Linked DNA regions of Mus musculus: regions 1 and 3 are each linked to region 2. The links are chromatin contacts, called in public Hi-C and HiChIP or PLAC-seq maps. All regions are on one chromosome and are shown on one strand. Each heading gives the region's core, a stretch centred on a gene start, on an enhancer-like site or on the middle of the called end of the contact. The rest is flanking DNA. Distances are from core to core; before and after follow the strand shown.

Evidence for each region. A called contact is a pair of places that touch in the nucleus more often than the background predicts. HiChIP or PLAC-seq counts read pairs in DNA pulled down with a chosen protein or histone mark.
Region 1: a Hi-C map of bone marrow-derived macrophages shows a contact between it and region 2, with 45 read pairs. The contact joins the promoter of Htr6 here to the enhancer-like site in region 2. A contact is called at or near these places in 2 of 39 promoter capture datasets (liver and stem cell-derived epiblast-like cells), 13 of 484 Hi-C or Micro-C datasets (the AML12 cell line, LSK cells, the N1E-115 cell line and 8 more), 14 of 115 datasets of contacts at active chromatin or transcription factors (bone marrow-derived macrophages, craniofacial prominence, embryonic basal ganglia and 9 more) and 3 of 9 other capture datasets (adipose tissue, liver and pancreatic islet).
Region 3: an HNF4G HiChIP or PLAC-seq map of pancreatic cancer cells shows a contact between it and region 2. The contact joins two enhancer-like sites. A contact is called at or near these places in 2 of 39 promoter capture datasets (both in liver) and 2 of 115 datasets of contacts at active chromatin or transcription factors (embryonic stem cells and pancreatic cancer cells).

What each region holds. Positions count from the first base shown.
Region 1 is chr4:139,074,123-139,077,078 of GRCm38.p6, reverse strand. Htr6 (5-hydroxytryptamine (serotonin) receptor 6) reads left to right here and starts at 1,509. Exons shown (of 4, transcript NM_001377096.1): 1 at 1,509-1,646; 2 at 1,750-2,956. The coding sequence starts at 2,318.
Region 2 is chr4:138,940,377-138,943,463 of GRCm38.p6, reverse strand. No RefSeq gene overlaps it. Among named protein-coding and RNA genes, the nearest start is that of Gm33011, 3.3 kb to the right of the region's middle. Within about 2 kb of position 1,368, at least 90 of the 459 cell types and tissues checked have an H3K27ac peak or open chromatin away from gene starts, as enhancers often do. A contact at or near this core is called in the N1E-115 cell line, adipose tissue, bone marrow-derived macrophages and 3 more, where this site is marked.
Region 3 is chr4:139,184,463-139,187,270 of GRCm38.p6, reverse strand. No RefSeq gene overlaps it. Among named protein-coding and RNA genes, the nearest start is that of Gm16287, 5.2 kb to the right of the region's middle. Within about 2 kb of position 1,285, at least 23 of the 459 cell types and tissues checked have an H3K27ac peak or open chromatin away from gene starts, as enhancers often do. A contact at or near this core is called in pancreatic cancer cells, where this site is marked.

The DNA of each region.
Region 1 (2,956 bases), core at 260-2,759, 130 kb before region 2:
ACATATCTCCTGCTGCTGTGTTAGGCACACCAGGGCTATGAGAGGCACCTCAGGATGAAACGCCAGTGAGAGACACAGAAGCCAACAGCTAGCACCGACATAGGACTGTCAAGCTGTTGGAGCACACAGTGTCATCTAATCTCCCCTGACACCCCGTGAGTCAGACACGGAATTCTGCTAACTGTGGCTGGAGAGAAAAGAAGGCCAAGGGATCAGCCGCCACCGGCCCTGAATGCGCAGAACCTACTGAGCATCAGAGCTGGGATCGCAAGTGGGTCTCTGACGCTCCATCCAGGGGTGACCTTCTGTTTCCTCAGGCCTCACAGTGTGGAGTGAAAGACAGGGTCCGTCTTTTGGGTGCTGCGGCTGACTTCACCCACCTTTGGGTGTGAGTGGATACCGTTGATCTGCGGATTTGGACACCGGGCATCTTAAGCACCTTCTGCCTTGAGCACCTGGCGGAACTCGGTTCCACCAGATCCTTGGTTGCCTGGTGCTGGAGACCTCGGTAGAGGCTCTTGACCTCTCTGAGCCTCAGCGTAACACCTTCTTCCTGGTATTTATATTTCTGGCATGTATATTCTGGCTTTATAGTTGGGGGTAGGAATCTGGGTAGAGATATTCCAGGACAAACCAAGGCCATGAACGCAGTGGGCTCTTCTAAGTGGGAGGTATTTCCATTTCAAAAAAGATACGTGTCAGGTTCTCTTCACACTGCTGTACATTTTCTCTCCTCCTCCTCCTTTCCCTCCTCCCCTCCCTCTTCTTCCTCCCCCCTTTCCTATAGAAATGACCACTTTACGTTTCCTTTGCCCATTTCTTGTCCATTTCCTTCCACTAGAATGGAAGTTCACAGATGGGAAGCGTCATCTAATGTCGTGGTGTCCAGATAGATGGTCCAGAGCAGTACCTGGTACCTACAAGGTGTGAAGAAAACTTGGTCATCACTAGGAGGCGCTAGGCCCTACCCCTGTTTGCAGTGACTACCCTTCCAATGGCTTGGAGATTCCCAAATCCCTCACACTGAGACTTGGAGCGCCAACAGGTCAGGGAGGGGGACCTTCACCAAAATCACTCAGTGTTGTTAGAGAACTGGCAGGGTTGATCCAAAGGTGAAGTGTGGTAGAAATTATTTACCCATTGTATAGATCCAGCAGCTGAGGCTCAGAGGGATCTCAAAGGACTTGCTCGGTATTTCCCAGCTGACTTCTCTTGAAAGCTCGGTGATTCTTACAGTGAGTGGCTCGACCCCCATTGGGGAGCAGTCTCCGGGTACATACAGGTCACGTCCCCCTTCCTTGACTTCTGCCTGCGCCATCACCACATGTGGGCAGGGGAGCCACAGGCGAAGGTGTGGGGGCTGCGGGCGCCCGGGAGCGCTTGGAGCATCCTTCTCCAGGCCTAGGGTACCACAACCCCGCTCGCCAGCTAAGAGGGGCTCGACTCTGCCCGCCCACCGCGGGGCGGGGCGGGGCGCACGCTCGGAGCCTCCGGGACCGCGCGTGGCTGAAGCGTCGCGGGCTCCTGCGCACCATCTCCCCGGCTCGGGAGCCCTATGCCCGCCGCGCCACCAGCCGCTGCCTGTAGTCTCCAGCCCCGCGGCGCTTGCCGCAGTCGCCGGCAGCGGATCACCCGCGAGCGCCCAGGTAGGGAGCGCGGGCGGGAGGCGGCCAGGCGAGCCGGCGCGGCCGGGAGGGCGGAGCGCCGCGCCGCGCTGCGCTCCTCTGCCAGCCCTCTCTCCCCCACCAGGTCTGGCCCGGCCCGGTCCGCGGCCTCCGGTACCCGGGATCCTTCAGTGCCTAGGGGAGAAAGGAGACCTGCTTTCCGCCGCCGAGCTGCGCTCCTGTTCTTGGGCCACCCCATTGCGACCCCCACGCGCGACAGCTCGTGATCAAGCGTACTCACACGCCCACCCTCCTCAGAGAGACTGCCCCGACCGGAAGGCGGGAGTTCGCCTCCTGCTCCCACCTCCCCAGCCGTGCCTCTGGCCAGGAGCCCCACCCCCATCCTTAGGCATCCCCGGTGGCTCTATTCCATTCCAGGGCTCTCATCCAGCCCCAGCCCAACTTTCATGGACTCGGCGCATCGGTACCCCTCCCCAAACTTCTTACCCGAGTACTCCAGGTGGCCCCGCCATAGGAGGCGCCCCTACAATCTCTCCCCGACCTCTTGTAATGGTTGCTCGGTGACCTAAGAACCCTGTTTTGCCACCTACTCCTCTGAGGTGCAGTTTTTACCCATCTTGCTTTCTCTTCCTTTGGCTTCACCCTGTATCCGCATTCACCATATCCTGTCCTGGTCCTCAACCCTAGTCCCCATGGTTCCAGAGCCCGGCCCTGTCAACAGTAGCACCCCAGCCTGGGGCCCCGGGCCACCGCCAGCCCCAGGGGGCAGCGGCTGGGTGGCCGCTGCGCTGTGCGTGGTCATCGTGCTGACGGCAGCCGCCAATTCGCTGCTGATCGCGCTCATCTGCACGCAGCCCGCGCTGCGCAACACGTCTAACTTCTTCCTGGTGTCGCTCTTCACGTCGGACCTGATGGTGGGATTGGTGGTGATGCCCCCAGCCATGCTGAACGCGCTGTATGGGCGCTGGGTGCTAGCTCGCGGCCTCTGTCTGCTTTGGACCGCCTTCGACGTGATGTGCTGCAGCGCCTCCATTCTCAACCTCTGCCTCATCAGCCTGGACCGCTACCTGCTCATCCTCTCGCCGCTGCGCTACAAGCTGCGCATGACAGCCCCGCGTGCCCTGGCGCTCATCCTGGGTGCCTGGAGCCTCGCCGCGCTGGCCTCCTTCCTGCCCCTCTTGCTGGGCTGGCATGAACTGGGCAAAGCTCGAACATCTGCCCCGGGCCAGTGCCGCCTATTGGCCAGCCTGCCTTATGTCCTCGTGGCGTCCGGCGTCACCTTTTTCCTGCCTTCGGGTGCCATCTGCTTCACCTACTGCAGGATCTTGCTG
Region 2 (3,087 bases), core at 119-2,618:
AGGTGCTACGGAGGCCACTCACGGTCACCTGGACAGGACAGAGATTCATGCTTTTCTTCTTCAGGTTCAAGTCTCCACCCTGGCTAGAACGCATCCTTGACTCACCCACAGTGTGAGGAGGAGGCACGACACACACACACGTTACTGTGCACATGTGATAGTTCACTGTGTTATTCATTTATATTTTGATGCTAAGAAGGGCGCCAGGAGGGGGACATATTTCCAGGCCTTCTTTAATCACAAGTCCCCTACCAATGTCTAGAATTGGGGTTAGATTTGGATTGTGTGGGACTCTAAGAGCTCCCAGAATCAACAGCAGGAAGATGTGAGTGAGAAGGAAGTCAAAACGTCCTGTAGCCCAGGCTAGCCCCTATGTCTCTGTGTTCCAGGATGGCTGTGAACTCCTGATCCTCCTGCTTCCACAACCCAAGTGCTGGGTGAGAAGCCAAGGGATGCAGATCACACGGAGCTGGCAGCTTAAAACAAGCTCAGCTTTATTGGCAAGCTTTCAGGCGAGGTTCACCCTTCCCAGGGCTGGGGGTAGAGAAGAGCTCGGGACCCAAGCTGCTTGCTAGGTTCTTATAGTCCCAGGCAAATCAGGCGAAGAACTGGTTTTTCTCCATATACAGTACTGGTTTGAGCACATGGAATTCTTTCAGGAAGGGGGCTGGTACCACCAGGACTTGGTGCCATCTGGGTAAAGGGCTGTAGCAAGCAGGAGTTTGGGTCTTTCCGACCCTGGCCAGGCTGATCTTTGTCCCTGTCTCAGCCTAACAGTGGGATTCCAGGGCTCTCTACCTACCTGGCTAAGAGAAGGATTTTGACAGAGTTTCCCAGGATGCATGGAGGCACAGGACAGAGATGCTGTTTGGGAGCTGGGACATGAGGACAGCAGACACTTTGCTGAGAATCGTCAGTCACTGGCTGTGCAGGGAGGCTCTGGTGTCCCACCACAGAGACCCCTGGCCTGGGTTTGGCTCCAAGGCAGCAGAGATGCCACCTTGAAGATAAGTCTAGGATGGCAGACCTGACCAGATTCTAGCTGACGACCGAAGGGCCCCTCCCTGAATCTTCCAGATGGCCCAAGTTCCCTCAGGACATTTGCACAACCCTGAAAAAAGGAGGGCCTAAAAAACATGGCCAAGGTGGAATTTTCCAGAAGCCAGGGAGGTGGGGCTCACGACTGAGACGGAACATTTTCTGTCTGATGGTGAGGGAGCTCGGCACACACCCACTACATAAACACTAACTTTGAGCCGCAGAATGTCTCCATCCTGTTGCCTTGAATTTGATCTGTATGGGTGGATTCCGTTTAATAGTTCATAAGAGTCTCACACTGCATTTTGGCAGCAAAGAGAAGGCAGGTGTTGTCTTGTTTGCTGAAGCCTGGGGAGGTGGGGGGAGGGACGGAGAAACTTGATCCCTGCATGGGTCCAGGAGGCCTTGCTTGGGTGTCACAGGGCAGTGTTTTAGCCTGCTTTTCTACCTATAAAATAAAATACCGTGGCCAGGAATCTGAAGCCACTGTATGTATGGTTTCAGGAGTCTCCAAAAATCTGCTTGCTTTAATCCTCATTCCTCCGTCAGCCTTGTACCCTATGCACATAAGGATATCTGGTCAGTGTCCTTTCGAGCCTGTTTTCACCCTGTTTATATGGTTTCACCTGCTATGGGCGCTTCCTACTGCCAGCTAGGAAGTTACAGCTACTTCCTACTGTTACAGCTACGGTGGGCAAGGCAGTCTCAGATGGGGCCTCACCTGCTCTTGTGTGCGCAGGAAAACTGCCTGTGGTGGTTTGAATGAGAAGTGTTTCCCTATTCCTGCCATGGGCTCAATTGTTTGAACATTTGGTCCCGGTTGGCAGTGCTGTTGGGGGATGGGAGGTTATGAGGTGCAGCCTTGCTGGAGAAAGCGTGTCACCAGCTGGGGGCTTTGAGAGCTCAGAGCCTCATCCTATTTCCAGTTTGCGCTCTCTCTCTCTCTCTCTCTCTCTCTCTCTCTCTCTCTCTCTCTCTCTCTCTCTCTCTCTGTTTCATGAGTGCGGTTGAAGATGTGACTGCTCAGTTTCTTGCTCTGCCACCGTGCATGCCGTGTGTGCGGGCTTCCAGCTGTAGAGGATCCATCTCTTTGGAACCAAAAGCCCAAAATGAACCTTTTCTTCTGTAAGCTGCTTCTGGTCATGGTGTATTGTAGTGTCACAGCTACAGAAAAATACCCAATACTGCCTGAATTTTAGATGTAGAATCTGAAGTTCAGGAGGGACATTCAGAAGGCCATTCAAGGTCACCCAGATAGGAACAGGTATGACAGAAATCTGGAGCTTCTTTCTCTGAATTCAAGCCTCAGGTCTGTGAGTTCCCTGGCTCTCTAGCTATTTTCAAAGAGGAAGTAAGTGGGTTTGGGGCCTGGAATGCGGATGCAGCTGAACCTGGTAGAGTGCTTACCTAGTGTGCACCAAGTGCTGGGTTCGATCCCCAGCTCGGGATAAAATGGGTGTTGTGGTGTACACTATACTCCCAGCATTTGGGAGGTGGGGCAGATCATCAGATGTTCAAAGTAATTCTTAGCTACATAGCAAGTTAAATTCAAGGTCAGCTTTGACCACATAAGACCTTGCTGGGGGTGGGGGGTATTACCCTACTCTGAGATTGCACAAGGTGTAGGCACCCAGTTTTGACTGTTACCTTAGACACGTGATCACAGCAGCAGCACTAATTTATGTGCCTCAATGTCCCCAATTGAATTCCAGGGAACAAGCATTGCTTTCACTGGATGTTTTGTGATCAAGAGAGGCCACTGGCAACGCGAAAAGAAGGGGCAGGAAGCAAAATTAACCAAGCTCCATGAGCGCATGGTTGAGTTGCAGAGGGGCATGTGGGACACATGCATCTTACAGTGTCTCCTGAAACTTTTTGGTTGAGGAATCTCCTTGGCCCCCTTTAAATGGAATCCCTGAGTTAGCTTTCAGCGGCTCTGATAAAATACCCAAGGCAAACAAGTTAAAGAGAGGAAGACTTGCTAAACAGTGGTGAGGCACTCCTTTAATCCTAGCACTTGGGAGGCAGAAGCAGGCAGCTTTCTGAGTT
Region 3 (2,808 bases), core at 36-2,535, 240 kb before region 2:
CTCAGGAGTTGGCCCTCTGGGTGGGCTCTGGGGACTGAAGTCAGGTGTGGGGGCATATTCTTTGCCTCTGCAACCACCCAAGGCCCTATATCCGCCGTTTCTGTTGCCTCCTATTCTAATGGGGCTCCTTGGCTAGCTTCTAGCCGGATGCCAGCATCTGTGCTTTAACAGATATGGGGGCCATTCCTGGTGATCTTTATCCTCTGCTTCTGCTTCTGCTAACAGCTTTATGGCTTTCAGAGTTCAGATTCCCAAGAGCACGTCTGATTGGCCAGCTCATCCTTTTATGTATGGGACAGATTCCCACCTCCTCATCTGTCACCACATGTGAGCATGAAGGCTGCAAGTGACAGTGACAGGCCCTGGGTAGAGAGACAAGGACCATAAATATTTTTTAGTACTGTTATTCCTCTCTCTCTCTCTGTGTGTGTGTGTGTGTGTGTGTGTAGGCCAGAGGTCAACTTTGGGTCTTCTCAAGATGACCATCCATCTTTCTTTTTTTCTTTTTTTCTTTTTTTTTTTTTTTTTTTTGGTTTTTCGAGACAGGATTTCTCTGTATAGCCCTGGCTGTCCTGGAACTCACTTTGTAGACTAGGCTGGCCTCCAACTCAGAGATCTGCCTGCCTCTGCCTCCCAAGTGCTGGGATTAAAGGTGTGTGCCACCATGCCTGGCTTTTTTTTTTTTTTTTTTTTTTTTGAAAAAGGAGTTCATTGGCCATAAGTTTGCCCTTCGGCTAGGCAAGCTGGCCACCGAGCTCCAGGGATCCTGCTTCCTCCTACCCTGCCTCCCCAGTGCTAGGACTATAGCCGCATGCCACCGTGCCTGCTTTTTATATAGGTTCTGGTGATCAAATGCCGGCCCCTGTGGGCATGAGGCAAGAACTTTGAAAGCCAGCTCTTTACCCTGGCAAAGGATCAGTTTACAGAGTGAGCTGTCTCTCCAACCCTTGTCCCCTTTGCTCTGAACTCCTAACCTCACCGGGCATGGTGAGGCATACCTGTAAGGCCAGCACTCAGGAGGCTGAGGCTGATGTGACCCTGGCCTGCACCCTGTAACCTCATCAGATGCCTGCCACTCCTGATGGTTGTCATGAACTGACTAACAACCCCCCGACACCTCCCTGAATCTTTATGACTCCAGCATCTATAGCACAGGCCATTATCAATATCATTTCTCCCTTGCTGTTTTCTATCCCAGAGTTTTCTTCTCTCTTGGCAGGCATGGCTCATGTGCTTTTCCCAGCTTGCCTATTGTGATGGTTTATACATGCTTGGCCCAGGGAGTGGCACTATTTGAGGTGTGGCTTTGTTTGGATAGGTATGGCCTTGTTCGAGTAGTTGTGTCACTGTGGGTGTGGGCTTAAAACCTTTACCCTAGCTGCCTGGAAGTGAGTCTTCCACTAGCAGCCTTCAGGTGAAGATGTAGAACTCTCAGCTCTGCCTGCGCCATGCCTGCCTGGATGCTGCCATGTTCCTGCCTTGATGATAATGAACTGAACCTCTGAACCTGTAAGACAGCCCCAAATATATGCTGTCCTTTATAAAAGTTGGCTTGGTTGTGGTGTCTGTTCACAGCAGTAAAACCCTAAGACATCTATCTTCATTGAGATCTCAGAGATCTCTAACCTAACCCTTTTCCTCTTCATGACTGTATTAACGCGGGAGCATCCTGTTAGCCTCGGGGAGACTTGCATACCTGTGACCCTGCCAGATTCTCACATTTGCCACACAGGTGCAGGGGTACTCATGACAAATGTGTGCTCGTGTACACGCATAATAGTAATAGTGGTCACACTTCCTTGTAAATCCATTAGCCATTGCCTCCTCACTTACCAACCGCCTCGCCCCAGTGATGCTCCCTTGAGCCCTGACACTACACCAGAACATTTGACCATTTCTGGAGAATTCACTGTGACTCCCCTCGTTTTTACTCGATATCCACAGACTCAGTGAGCCTGCCCATCCTACTATTAGTCCTCACACTGTAAAATGGGAGTTTCTCAAGCTTCCTCCTTGGTCCTCGTGTTTAACCCTAAGCCTAAGACCTTGCTTCACACTTCCCAGACATGAGAGTCAGCCCCACAGGAGCCTTTCCTGCTTTTAAAATGAAGGGGGCAGCAGGTCGTAGTGGCAGACACTAATCCCAACACTTGGGAGGTAGAAGCAGGCGGTGGATCTCTGTGAGTTTGAAGGCCAGAGCTACAGAGTGAGACTCTGCCTCAGAAGAAATAATATGTAAATGAATTAAATTAAATGAAGGAGCCGTGTCCCTGATGAAGCCCATCCTCCCCAGAACATGGAACCTTCATGGTCATCAGCTTCTCTCTTTATGCTAGATCATTCCTATCAGCTTCAAAAACCATCTCAATATCTGCTGTCATAAAAGTCTTAGCGCCAACAACCAAAGCCTGCTTGGTCCCCATCTGTTAGCCATCTCTCGTGTATTTCTGTTCCTATTCATATAAGAACTTGGGAGTCCATTGAGGCTGGGGAGATGTCTCAGTGGGCAAAGCGCTTGTTACACATGCAGAAGGACCAGAGTCCAATCTCCAGCATTAATGCAAAACATAGGCGTGCATCTGTAATTGCCGTGCTGGGAACTGGAGAAGGGAGGAAACTGGGGCTCACTGGTCAGCCATGATAGTAGCTGACAGGACAAGCTGCAGGATCCCTGGGAGACTGTGTCTTAAAATTAAATGGGAGGCTGGAGAAGTGGCTCATTGATTAAGAACACTTGTTGTGGGGTGGCAACGGGTAAGAGCACTAACTGCTCTTCCGGACGACCTGAGTTCAAATCCCAGCAACCAC